2 separate regions of the Sus scrofa genome follow, and region 2 is linked to region 1. The links are chromatin contacts, called in public Hi-C maps. All regions are on one chromosome and are shown on one strand. Each heading gives the region's core, a stretch centred on a gene start, on an enhancer-like site or on the middle of the called end of the contact. The rest is flanking DNA. Distances are from core to core; before and after follow the strand shown.

What was found. Hi-C and Micro-C count contacts between places; a contact is called where the count stands out from the background.
Region 2: a Hi-C map of alveolar macrophages shows a contact between it and region 1, with 3 times the contacts expected there. The contact joins the promoter of METTL4 here to the promoter of MRLC2 in region 1. A contact is called at or near these places in 1 of 5 promoter capture datasets (fetal liver), 2 of 47 Hi-C or Micro-C datasets (alveolar macrophages and liver) and 1 of 2 datasets of contacts at active chromatin or transcription factors (alveolar macrophages).

Annotation. Positions count from the first base shown.
Region 1 is chr6:103,405,436-103,412,551 of Sscrofa11.1, reverse strand. MRLC2 (myosin regulatory light chain 12B) reads left to right here and starts at 3,475. Exons shown (of 4, transcript XM_003127841.4): 1 at 3,475-4,258.
Region 2 is chr6:104,051,537-104,058,652 of Sscrofa11.1, reverse strand. It overlaps METTL4 (methyltransferase-like protein 4), which reads right to left and starts at 2,822. Exons shown (of 11, transcript XR_002345043.1): 1 at 2,482-2,822; 2 at 129-522. It overlaps NDC80 (kinetochore protein NDC80 homolog), which reads left to right and starts at 2,868. Exons shown (of 17, transcript XM_013999249.2): 1 at 2,868-3,027; 2 at 4,329-4,438; 3 at 6,334-6,411. The coding sequence starts at 4,338.

The sequences.
Region 1 (7,116 bases), core at 2,226-4,725:
TTTGATTAAAAACAAAACAAAACTCGTCTCATGAAGAAAGCCATACTTGAAACAAACCATTTCAAAAGTTCTGGTGAAACCAACCTAATGGGTGGATGGCATCTGTCCATACTCACCTGCTTATGTGATTAGACTGTGCTTTGGACTTCAGGGCCCAAATTTCAGTTGATCAAGGAGCCCATGACTGGATAACATCAGGAATTGATGAATGCTCCTGGGGAGAAAGGGAGCAGGCCAGACTGCCTTTACGAGACAGGCTATACAAGACAAGTAAAAACAAATTCTGAAAGGCAATGTTTTTTACAAAGCATGAGGAGAGAAAGGACAGCTACTAGACTTGGAGATGTTCTGGCAGGTTTTAAGAAGGATCAGGTAAAAGACAGTAAAAGGGCTTAGACAGTACATAGAGCCACAAACACAGTGTTATTGAAAAGCAAGGGGATAATTTCAAGAGTGAAGAGGTTGGTCCAACAGTATTAAAATCACAGAAAAATCAAGTATAGTAGGATTTACATGAGGCCACTGGATTCAGCAAGCCGTTGGTCACTTCTGCTAGAGCTGTTAGGTAGTTCTGAGTGCAGAATCCATAATTATAGCGGGAAATGGGGACAATGCCTAGGTTTGGAGGTCAGGCCAGCTGCAGTTTAATCTTGTTCTTGCTATATCATGGCTTTATAAACTTAAGGAAATCGTTTAACTTCACTCAACCTCTATTCATTTATAAAATGGAAGTAATGTTCTTGGTTCATAATAGGAACATAATCAATTAATGTATAAAGCAGCATTTTTTGATTAGGAGTAGTATGGCTTTAGAGCCAGACTTGGTTGAGTAAATTCTGATGAGCTTTGTGTCCTTGGGCAGATCACCCCTAAGTGTCAGTTTCCTCACCTGTTTAACAGGGACAATACCATCCAAGTTTGTTGTGGAAATAGAAACACTAAAGATAAATGATCTGGCATTCAAATAATGGTTATTCTTATTCTGCTAACCAGCAGGGCCTGTTTGGCAGTGAGACGAGGCTTGAAGAGAAAGCAGACAGAACCAAAGGGCATTTCTTTAGAGATTCAAGCCTGTCTGTAGATGGAGGAAGGAAACAAGAAGCAAATGAGTAAAACCAAATGAATGATGTCCAGCAGATAGGAAGAGAGAATTTAGATCATTTGTTGTAGGATTATTCTTAGAAAAATAAAAATGGATATTTGGATATTGTTTCTTCTAAAAATGGGAAAGGGTAGGTGTTATGAGTTTAATTGCAGTGGTGATTAAGATGAGCTTAGTAACGAGAAAGGTCCACAGTGGTTTGATAGTAAATTATCTTAAACGGAATTTTTATTATTAAAGGGTCGTTATGAGGATTTAATGAGAACATACATAAAAATGCCTGACAACTTGTGTGGTAGCCAGTAGATCCTCAAATCATTTATTTTAGATTCCCTGAGGAGGTCCCATAATGCCAGAATTGTTTCTCTTTCTGGGTCCTCAATTGTACAATTTCTTGATTTCCCTGAAACCCTGTTTTTTATATTTGCTGTCTTGAAAAGCAATGCTGGAGCTAATCCCGTATTGAAGAAATTGCCAGTTTTCCCAAATCTCTGTATCCTCTTAATCCTAGATTTCTGCTCAAATAGGTGGTATCATAACTTCTGTATTTATCTACATACATTCATTTTTAATTTAGGGCCACACCCATGCCCTAAGGAGGTTCCCAGGCTAGGGTCAAATCCCAGCTCCAACTGCCCGCCTGCATAGCCACAGCAACGCCACATCCACAGCAACACAGGATCCAAGCCACGTCTGCCACCTACACCACAGCTCAGGGCAATGCTGGATCCTTAAACGCACTGAGCGGGGCCAGTGGGCCTCCTGGATACTAGTTGGGTTTGTTAATGCTGAGCCGCAACGGGAACTCCTTATCTACGTATATGTTCTGGTTGTAGTGAACATACAACTTTTTTTTTTTTTTTTTTTTTTTTGTCTTTTTGCCATTTCTTGGGCCGCTCCCGCGGCATATGGAGGTTCCCAGGCTAGGGGTCTAATCAGAGCCGTAGCTACCGGCCTACACCAGAGCCACAGCAACGTGGGATCCAAGCCGAATCTGCGACCTATACCGCAGCTCACAGCAACGCCGGATCATTAACCCACTGAGCAAGGCCAGGGATCGAACCTGCAACCTCATGGTTCCTAGTCGGATTCGTTAACCACTGTGCCACAATGGGAACTCCCATACAACTTGTTTTTTAGTTTAAGATAAATTATTTGTCATGTTTTGGCATAGCTGCCATTTTTTGTTTTGAACTTTAAGTATATTACCTTTTTTTAACCATTCTTTTTAATGGCTACAGTTAGCAATTACCTTCGACAAGGCTATGCCATAATTAACCATTTCCCAAGCACTAGATATTTAGATATTTGGCTTTTCATTAATAAATACTAGTTTTTGCTTTGAATCTAGAGAAAATATGCCCTAGAATAATTTTTTTTAGAAGAGTGCTATCTAGTAGCCCTTTCTATGATGATGGAAATGCTCTCTGTGCTGTCCAGCATGAACATTAGTCACTGTGACTACTGAGCACTTAAAATGGGTCTAATATAACTGAATTTTAATTTACATTTCAATAGTTACATGTGTTAGTTGGAAAGCACTGTTCTAGAAACAAATATGGAGGTCAGAGTATATAGTCAAGAGTGTCTCAGCTGTGATCTTAAGGTGGCCAGGGTGAGGGCTTACGGGATGGTACAGACCATACTTGGAAGAGCTCTGTGACAAAGAAAAGACCTCTGAAGCCAAAATGTTATGGTGAGTGGAATAAATTTTTAACTATCGGACCAAAGGGCAGACTGCTGCTAAAGGAAAGTAAATATTTTAGAACCAGACGTGACTTCTCAGCAATTGGTTTCAAACTTTAACTTGAAACTGAGAAAATGTCTTCAGTTAAGGACCTTGCTGCAGTGCTACCTGGATGAGGACCACAGTATCAACATCACCTGTGTGATTATTGCCCCACCCTCAACCCCATGCTCAACCTACTGAGTCAGAATACCTAGGGTTAGGTCTTTTCCGAAGCCGCCAGTTTTTTCTTCTTGGTGCCACTGTTTAAGAGCTATTGCTATGGAGAACTTGAACACCTGGTTCCTACCATCTGGGAATTCCTGATCAAAGATTTCTAAATTCCCCTTCAAAATTTTCTAGAATATAAAACTAAATTTAGTTGTTCATCTCGCCAGCATCCAGCACACGTTCAGGTAATCACAAGTGCTCAACAAAGGTTTGCTAATAAGTTGACTATCCTCCATTATCCAGAAATACTACCATTCATCTGTATTATTCCCAGACGAGGGAACTGGAAGATTATTGCCACAAACAATATCGAGAACAAAACTTCAATAATGTAGCTTCTTGGTTTCCTTTGCTTTGACAAAAAGCATTACATAACGTGCGCGCGCTAGTTATGTGTGTGCCTAAGTTTGTACTGTCTTTAATGAACCAAAGGAAAGCCAGTAATTTCATTAAAGCTTTCCTGTGACTGAAAGGGCTTGGCCTGGAAAGGCCGTAAATGTTATAATCTGAGGGTGAGAGAGGAGGGGTAGGGGCAAATGATATAACTTGGTCTGAGTGCAGTTTTGAAAAGAAAGTGTTTAGCAGCAGGAAGGGTCCGCCCAGCCGCCGCCCTCTTCCCTTCCCCACTCTTAATGTGGAGCGAAGCACAGAAAATTGCTCATTTTATCTGAAGTTCATAAAATGTAACCAGGCGAGCTGTACTTTCACTTCCTAACTCTGGCAGCCCTGGGGAGCGGCGCCCGGCGACCCCCAAACCTCTAGGGCTCCCGCCCGCCCGCGGGGTCAAATTCCAGGCCCGCCTCGCGCCGGCCGCCCGGGAATGCGGAAGGGCCGTGGGACCCGCCGCGGACGGCGGGGGAGGAGGACGGGCTGCAGGGTCCCAACCGCGCCGCACCCGCTTCATACCGCGCGGGCGGTGGGACCCAACTGAAACCCAGCCCGGGGCCGGCGGCCCCAGCCCGATCCCCGGCGGACAAGGCAGACGCGATCCCCTCCCGCGCGAGAACTGTGAGGCATTCCCCCCCCTGGCAGAGTTGGATCCCGCCGCGCCTTCCGGTGCGCCTTCCGGTTCGCCTCCCGAGGCAGGAAGTGCCGGCGTCGCCGCTGTTGCTCCCGCAGTTCCTCCCGCAGCTCCGCACTCGTAGCCTCCGCTCGTTTCGCTCAGGAAGTCCGGGTTCTGGTTCTGGTATTTGGCCGCGGTGAGTGGCGCTCGCTCCCTCGCGCGACACCCCAGGGCCGCCCTTATCCCCCTCTCTTCCCGCCGCCCGACCCCGCCCCGAACGCCTGGGCGGGCGGGCGGGGGTTGCGGGACCCGTCCGGTGCGGCAGAGAGGTGGGCGAGGAGACCGTCAGATGCCGGACAGAACGTGGACTACGAGGGGTCGGGAGGCTCGGGCGAATGGAGCCGGGGCCGGGATCCGCCCTGTTGGCTGAGGCGGTGGGTCCCAGGCGCTGCGTCAGCGGGACGGCTTCACACACCTGGTGCCCCGCCCGCCTACGGCCCGCTCCCCATCTGCCTGGGCCGGGTTGGTTGGGCCAGCTGTCGAGCGCCTACTCGGTGCCTCACACAGTGCCCGGTGCTTTGCGGGGCGCAGGGGTCTGCTGGTGCACGGTTCCTGCCGGGGAGTGCGGAGTTGGTATAGGCCAAATGTAAAGATTTCTGTAGGACTCAGGATTCTTTGCAGCATCTTGTAAAGATTTAGTTCGTCTGTGCTGACGGCGGAAGACAACAGATAGAAAAAGAGTCATGACCTCATTGGAGGCCTTGGGCTTAGCCCTAAGAGGGAGAACTCTGTGGTAGGAGGTAACAAGACCGAAAGCTCAAAAGGTGGGACTTGTGTCGTGGGGAAGGAGACGGTGGGGAGACCAGCCTGAACGAACAGTATGTTAATGAATAATGGTTGGAAATATGTAGGAAAGTGGGACGTTTTCACGGATGTTTTGCAAACTTGATGGGAAATAAAAGAGTCGTTAGGTAGTCGTTTTAGATTCTTCACTAATGGAGTAATAGGAAGAAAGGCGTGTTGAGAGGATTAGTTTGGCAGCCTTTAAGATGGATCTGTAATGGGCCTTTGGTAAGAAAAAATCATAGCATTTTGGAAATCAAAAGAACCGTAAAGGTTATCTTTTGTTTTATAATTGAGGAGAGTGAAGCCCAGCGAGGTGAGATAATTTGCCCAAGGTCACTCACTTGGAGGGGGTTCCCATGGTGCCACCCATTTTCTCTAAGCATTAGGGGGACCCTCCTGGGGCTCATAGCTAAGTGCACAGCTTCTTGTTGGTTCAGGCACTGTTGAATGAGGCAACTTCTGTGAGGACTGTTTCAATCGATATTACTTATGCTTTCACGGGACTGAGTTTGGACCAGATAAATTGCAATATCTGAAGGACAGGTCCCCAAGTGAGGGTTGCTGGGGTTAGAAGACATGAAAGGGGGAGTTCCATCGTGGCTAAGTGGTTAACAAATATGACTAGCATCCATGAGGATGCACGTTCTATCCCTGGCCTTGCTCAGTGGGTTAAGGATCCAGTGTTGCTGTGGCTGTGGTGTAGGCTGGCACCTGGAACTGGGATTTGACCCCTCGCCTGAGAACCTCCATATGCCGCACGTGTGGCCACCCCCCCCCCCAAAATGAAAGGACTGGGAGCCCCTAAATGGAGCTTGTTGTCCTCTTCAGGATTCAAAGACAGCATATGTCTAGGGATGATATTCCTTGCCAGCAATTTTAGGATCTTCCTGCCTCGTTCTGCACTTTAGCTGTTGTGGCTTCTTTGTCATCCCCAACCAGCTATCCACATTTTCTACCTGGTGAAGAATTTCAGCTGCCTCCATGCGGGATGTTAGCAGCTAGTGGACAAACTATGGATCTAGACTTTTGGTCCTGCATCTGTGCATCTACCATTTTCTAGCTGTGCACCTGCAGGTGAATTATCCTCTTTGCACTAATTTTCTCATCTGAGAAACAGGGATAATAACAGTATCTGTCGAAAGTTGTTGTGAGGATTACCTACGTCAATACACATGAAATGCTTAGATCAGTGCCTAGCACATATTTAGCACTCAGTTATTGGCTTATTAGTACTCTTTGTTCTAGGTATAAACAAAGAGTGACTGGTAAGTTCTGTTAAGAATTGGGGTGGGAGGGTGTTCCCTGGTAGCTCAGCAGGTTAAGGATCTGGCATTGTTACTGCTGTGGTTCAGATCACTGCTGTGGCCAGGGTTTGAGCCTGGCCTGGGAACTTCTGCATGCCATGGGTGCAGCCAAACAAACAGACAAAACCAGGAACCTTTGCAGGGAAGAGTGCAGTGGAGTTTATGTTGAACCAAGGGTAGACCATAGAACAGCCATTTTTTGAGAATCGGATCCAGGACCTACCTTAGAGAGATCATGTGTATACATAATTCTGTTTGTGACCCAGAGAAGCATATATATCTGTTCATTTAACTAGTATTTAGCACCAGCCATGTGTGAGACACTCTATCTACTTGACTCTGCAATCCAAGGTAGAAATGCCATAAAAGTGTATATGTAAATAGCATAGGAATGAAATATGGGGCAGTAAAAAAAAAAAAAAAAGAATGAACCACTAGTAAATTCAGTGAGATACATGAATCTCAGAAAATGTATTGAGTGAAAGAAGTTGGACACAGAGTAAGCACTGTATTATAAGAAATTCTGTTTATAAAGAATAATATATAATAATAAATTCTGTATATAAGAAATTCAAAGAACGAATCTATGGTGATAGAAATCCAGTGTTTGCCTGTGGGAGAGGGCAACGGACTTGGATTGAATTTTGTGGAGTGGTGTTAATGTTTGTTACTTGATTGGGGTGGTGGTTACATGAGTGCACATCATTTTTAAGATCTGTACATTTCACCATATATAAATTTCACTGCAGTAAAACACAATGATAGGGGAGGGAGTAAAGAGGATGTAAAGTCTACTGACAGTTGTGACGATCATAAAATCCATAATTTAGAAACAACAACATGATAATGTATGTGGTAAATGTGCAAATACATATACCACGGGGATAGCTTAACTGGTATTAAG
Region 2 (7,116 bases), core at 1,573-4,072, 650 kb before region 1:
TTTGGATATGCTAAAGCCTTATTATACTTTATTGATTATTCTTTATACTTAGAAAATCACAAGATATTGGAAAAATTGGAATAATAAATTTGTCTGTAGAAAAATTAAAATTTCTTAAAACTTACTACCTTTCTCTTAATAGAAATGGAGGCTTCTTTCTTAACATCATTTGCTAGATCTTCCTTTTCATTACTTTGTTGGCATTCTTTGTGAATAGCAGAAGTTATATAAGGTTTAGTGACATCAAACAGTTCAGATCGAAAAACATATTTCTGCATGGACATTTCACGATTTCCTCCATCATCATTCTCTGGCTTACTGGAAGAAGCAATAAATGCAGGAGAGGCTCCAAAAGAGAATACAGAATCCTTGTGAAGAGAGTCAAGGTGAACAGAAGTAGGCTCATTTTTACTGCAACAAGGCTCATGATGCTGGTGAAGTTCATAGCTTATCTTGTTAATGAAAGAAAGATGATCCAGTAACCATCCTGATGACAGCTGGTGCACCACAGACATTCTCTTTCTTCAAAAACAAAAACAAAAACACTGGGAATTAGAGACTAGAAGTAAAACCCAACTTTCCTGATTAAGTTCTTAAATATCCTGTTTTTCAATAAAAATATACTTCATATACATGTAGATTTGATGTGCAAGTATATAAACTTGACATGTACGCAAAAGAGAATTTAAATTGTATACGTTAATGTTACTTAGCAAGACTAAGGAAAATCACATTTTAATATAAACTTTTAATTTCAGGGATAAAAATTCAAAATGTTCAGCCAATTGACCAAAGAGAGTTAAAACCTGATCTTACTTCTGAAATCCGAGTTAGATCCTCCTATCTCCCCAGGCCCTCTATACAACCTCCTGCTTAGTACTTAGATCTAGCTACTAGGTCTACACCCTCCAAGTCAGGAAGACACTTAATCCTTAAAAGATGACTGTCTTGCAAAGCAAAGAATAAACACTACACTACCTATGAGAATTCAGCCTTTTTAATGAGCTAAACCTAGAGAAGGTCACAGAATTTCCAGAGGAGTTGTTAGCACATCAGCCTTTGTTTTTTCAAACTACATTTGCCATAGTAAGTGGGCCCATTCTGCAGTCTCACTACTCTACTACTCACTGCTAACAATGTGGTGCAGAAAGGGCAAAAAGCAGAGTAAAATGCAATATTTTTTTTTTCTGTCTTTTGAGGGCCGCACCCGCAGCATATGGAGGTTCCCAGGCTAGGGGTCATATCGGAGCTGTAGCTGCTGCCCTACGCCACAGCAAAGCCAGATCCGAGTTTTGTCTGCAACCTACACCACAGCTTCCAGCAACACCAGATCCTTAACCCACTGAGCAAGTCCAGGGATCAAATCCGCAACCTCATGGCACCTAGTCGGATTCATTTCCACTGAGCCACGACGGAAACTCCAAAAATGCAATTTTTAATAGCACATCAGAAGCACTAACCCCTAGCAAAATGGCAAGGTTAAGAGTCCAGATCTGTAACTGGTTCTGAGCAGTTCTCTTCCGGCAATAAGGCTTTTCAAAACTTCCTTATCTTTTTTTTTTAACAGTTTTTAAAGTTGAAGTATAGTTAATTTACAATGCTGTGTTAGCTTCAGGTGTACTGCAAAGTGACTCTTTTTCAGGTTCCTTTCCATTATAGGTTATTACAAGACATGTACTATAGTTCCCTGTGCAATACAGTAGGTCCTTGTTAAGTCTACTTAATACATACTACTGTGTATTTGTTAATCCCAAACTACTAGTTTGTCTCCTTCCCCCATCCCCCTCTGATAACCATAAAATTGTTTTCTAAGTCTGTGAGTCTGTTTTTTAAATAAAGAACTACCTTATCTTTTCTCTAAAAGAAGGCTTTTAGTTCTGGATTGCTTATTAAATCTGGTGTAGTGGAAAACTTAAGAGGAGAAGAGAATAAGAAATACATCAAGTGATTAACAGTAGTTAATAACAGTAGCATTTAGATTTAAAATCTAACTCCGTATATTAGCAGTACGACCACGGACAAGTTACTTGATCTCAGTGAGCCTTAATTTCATCATTTTTAGGACATCTCAGAGGGCAGTTCAGAGAATTAAATGAGATAATCGACAAGAAGTGTTTGTTGTGCAAGGTGTCTGACACAAAGCAAGTGCTCAAATAAATGCTACGGATGATGGTAATTCTGTTCTCAATCCTCCCTTCCGAGTCATTACTTGGGGTGAAGAGGTCCTGAAATTGTAGTGATAGCTAGAACGTCGACAGAAGACTGAAACTCGGCCAGGAAAGGTGACGTGCCCCAAATTAAGTGCACTTCTCCCTCCTATTTGGCCTCACACCGGGTCCCTCCACCTCCTCGCAGGCCGCCACTAGAGGGCCGTAGAGCCCCAGACAGCAGTGCAGCTCTGAGCGTGAACCCTGGTGGCCGCCTCCATAGCGCGACCCTCGGAGCCGACTGCTCCCACAGCAGGCCGTCACTGTCTCCTACCTCACCGCCTCCCTCGTCAGAACAGTGCACGCCGCCTTCCCAGACTTCCTTCCTGAAACAGCACCCAGCTAAACAGTGGTCTTGAAAGACACTCCTTTCAGAGCATAAGCAAAAAAAAAAAAAAAAAAAAAAATCTCCTTTTCTAAGAGTCAGCAGGAGCGGCCCTGCTGCTGTACGGAAAAAGCGTTCCAGGGCTGCTTGGAGCGCTAAGCTCGCTACCCAAGGGCTTAGAGCGCCTGGGTCCTTGGAGCTAAATACAGGAATCGGGCCAAACTCCATAGAAGACACTTCAGAGACATTAGACGCCAGTGCGCCCCGTGAGGCGGCAGGGCGCCACCGTCACGCAAAGTTCCGGCGCGCGGGATTTGCGCACGCGCGCGCACGTCAGCGCGATGACGTCAGCGCCGGCGGAGATTTTAAAATTCGAACGGCACGGGCGGGAGCAGAAAGGAGTTAGTGTTTTGGCTGCCACTGTCCGTTTTAGCTGGCAATTGCACGGTTTACAGAGATTCGGCTGCCGGGTCGTGTCAGGAAGCTGGAAGAAAGGTGACTAATGACTTCAGGTTAATTTCGTTCCGGCAGTTCTGGTCTGGAGGGGGAACGCTAGGGCAACAACCCGTTAAATTCGGAGGCCTGGAGGACGGCGTTCTGGTGTTTGCTCTCCTAACTCGCCTCCGGCCGAATCTATGCCAGGCGCTAGTTTCCCGGAGTCCAGTAAATTTCTAATGGCGGTGATTTCCTAAAGGAGAAAGGAAGGGTCAAGGGGACACTAGTGGTAAGAAGAGGGAATGGAGAAAGGAAAAGGGGATTAACTGATGGAAGCAGAGAGAGGAAGAACAAGATGAGGGACTGTTTGGTGTGTTGCGTTTGAGATACTAGTGTAACATCCTGGTGGCCATGTAAGGAATACATCTGGAAGTCTCAGTCTCAGATTTTAAGAGTACATTTTAACTGGAGATTGGTAGTGGACCTAAAGATATAGATGAGAGTGGAAAAGTTTAATAGATGCAGAAGCGTATACTGGAGACGAAATAGTTGGCCAAAGAGGAAAAGAGTGCAGTCAGTTGAAAAGACAAAGGTGAGCCCAGAGATGTAGAAGGATTACCACAAATGTCCACTTTCCTGGAAACCAGGGAAGGATCTGGAAGAACTCGGTGTATAGTGTCTAATGCCTCAGAGCTAAGTTAGGATCAAAAGATTTGTTAATCAAGAGTATCCCAGGCAGGAGGCAACCGTTTCAGTAACTGGGAAGGGGGTGAGGTACGACTGTGGTCTCAGAAAATGGAAGCAGTCTGTAGACCAGATAATTTATCCTTGATGAAGGGAGATTGAAGCAAGAGAGGCAGAAATTGAAGAATATAAGTGGGAGACAGAGCAAGAGAGATGGATGTTAGGAAAAGCAAACAGAATGGCTCTATTCTGAGACAGAAGAAAAGGAAACAGGTAGTTCTTTTCAGGTAGCCTCTAACTCCCCACTGAGAGGCACAGCCAACAGTAGTGATGTGGTCTGAGTTAGGATGCAGAGTTTTAACTACCATAAATACCCTTGTGAAGGTAGGAGTCATAACTAACCTTTGTATTGTTTGCATTGCTTTGCATGCTTCCTGGTACATGGTAGGCAGTAAGTGTTTATGTGTGTTGAATACTTTTAAATGGAGTTAGATAGATATTCCCTGCAAATGAGGACTTCACCTTACACGAACAAGTAAAGATAGCCCAGGAAAGATTATCTTGAAGAAATGATGACACTTGGCTGCCTTTCTCTTTGAGGATACAAATAATTGTTGGTGCTTAACATACCACCTATGTCTGGAAAGACCTTTTTAATACCAAATTCATGAATGCAGGTTATAAGCATGAAACGAAGTTCAGTTTCCACCGGTGGTGCTGGACGCCTCTCTATGCAGGAATTAAGATCCCAGGACTTAAACAAACAAGGCCTCCATACCCCTCAAACGTGAGTACCTCATGCCTTATTGTCTTTGGCAAAGAAATTTGTAAAGATGGTTAATACAAAGACGTAGTATGAGTGGTGTGATGGATCTTGTCTGTTCTCAGTAGGACCTAATTTGGAGTCCCTGAAGGCTAAAAGTGGGCATGTTACTAGATGTTGTATTTTTTCCTCATTTGTTACTTAAATCTCCAAATCCATGTCCTTTGCTAGGCAATCCCTGAAGGACTGCTAATTCCCCTTCAATGCTCTTTCATTCTTATTTTCCTCCTTTACTCTTGAGCTGCTTGGTTGAGTAGGTTCTGTGCTATAATTTTCAAATTACTGAGATGGATCCTACTAGCAGAGTTCTCAATCAAAGGTATTATCTGCTCTGATAATTAACTGCAGTTTAGCAGCAACCTACAGAACACCACTTCTCCAAACTATTTTGTCAAGATTCACTAGGAAAAACTGGTGTCCAGAGTTCCCGTTGTGGCTCAACAGGTTAAGAACCCAGCTAGTATCCATGGGGATGCAGTTCAATCCCTGGCCTACCCAGTGGGTTAAGGATCTGGTGTTGCCCTAAGCTGTGGTGTAGGTTACAGATGCAGCCCAGATCCTGCGTTGCTGTGGCTGTGGTGTAGGCCAGCAGCTGCAGCTCCCATTTGACCCCTAGCCCGGGAACTTCCATATGCCACAGGTGTCGTCCCCCCCGCCCCGCCCTCCCCCCAGAAAAGAACACAGAAGAATTTGCTTTCACTATATCCAATATCTTGTAATAATCTATGATGGGAAAGAATCTGAAGAAGTGTGTGTGTGTATGATTATATTCGTGTATATATATGAATCACTTTGCTGTATACCTGAAATGTTGTAAATCAACTATCCTTCATTTTTTTATACTTTTAAAAATTAAAAATAAAATGAGGGGAAAAAAAAGAACTTGCTGTCATAAACTAATTATTGCCTATGAGTGATTTTCTTACAATCTAACCCAAGTGAGTTGTATGAATCCTTGTCCTTACTAAAGTACAAGTTACTTGCTAACTCTTCTTAAATTACTTAGGTTTACATGGTAGAAGCCTTTCTACTTTTAGAAATTTGAAATATTAATACATTTTTATTTTCTGAAATCAGAAGTTTTTGAACTGTTCCATATTACTACACCAAAAGATTTTTGCCATAGATTGTATTAGAAGCTAAAAACTGCCTTTTTTGGAGTTCTCGTTATGGCTCAGTGATAAGGAACCCTATTAGTATTCATGAGGATGCAGGTTCGATCCCTGGCCTCGTTCAGTGGGTTAAGGATCTGGCATTGCTGGCAGTTGCAGTGTAGGTCGCAGATGTGGCTTGAAGGCTTGGATCCTACATTACTGTGTCAGTGGTGTAGGCCAGCAGCTGTAGCTCTGATTCAACCCCTAGCCTGGGAACTCCCATATGCCACAGATGCACCCCTAAAAAGACAAGAAAAGAAAAAGAAAAAAAGACTGCCTTTGTCAATGTTTTGGGAATGTAAATGACACAATGTTTATTCTTATGTGTAATTGTATTCTAACTAAAAGTGAGCCTCAAAAGAAATAATTTCAAATGTGGCCATCAGTTTATGATTGAAAATTCCTATTTTAAATTTCTTTTCCTTTGAAGTCATCCATAAATGTACATATTTTAAGAGAATTAAAGTTACAATGTCGATATGGGGTTTCTTCTACTTTCTTCTTAGCATTTTAATGTTAAAATATATACCAAGCTTAAGCCTATCCTACTTATAACAGCTATGGTTGATGGTAAAAATTTTCATGATTTTGAATTATTCTTATGGTGATGGGGAAGAAGGGTTTGTTCCAATGTAGTTCCAAAAGTTTCTTGAACTAATATTTTTACATTTATTTTAAGAGTTTGTTTTTTTCTTATTCTTAAAGCAAAGAGAAATCAACCTTTGGAAAATTCAATATAAACAAACCTGCATCTGAAAGAAAACTCTCTGTATTTGGCAAAAGGTAATGATTTTTTTATTCTAATGAAGGGATTCTTATAGCTATGCTTTGGGCTAGATGCTGTCAAAGTACAAAAAATTATATGCCATGATCCCTTTCAAGAGAAAGTTATAATCTAGTTTTCCTCTGGTTAAAATGGTTATATTTGCTTTAGATGATGCTAAGAGATATATCAGCATATTCAGACCACTGTTTCGTTGTTTCAAGTGAATGTTTGATTGAAAATTCTCTATGTAGCTTTCAGATACTATGGAATCATAGCATTTAAAATTAGGAACCATCATCTAGTCCAACATTTTAGTTACTGACTTTTTTATACTCTTAAATATTAAAGAATCCAGAGAGCTTTTATTTTGTAAACTATATCTATTAATATTAACCATATTAGAAATTGAAACAAAAAATTTTATTATGTAATAATTCAATTTAAAATAACAATAACCCATTACATGTTAACATAAATAATGTGCTTTAATTTTTTAACAGAATTTCCAAAAAAACTATTTCATTAAGAAAAGTGACATTGTTTTACACTTTTGCAAATCTCTTTAATGTCTGGCTTAATAGAAGGTAAATAGATTCTCATATCTACTACTGCACTCAGTCTATTACAATATCTTACATCATGTAGTCAGCTTCTAGAAAACTCCACTGTGAATGAGAATGAAAGGGACAAATAATATCTCAATTTTCTTTTGACTTCGCGGA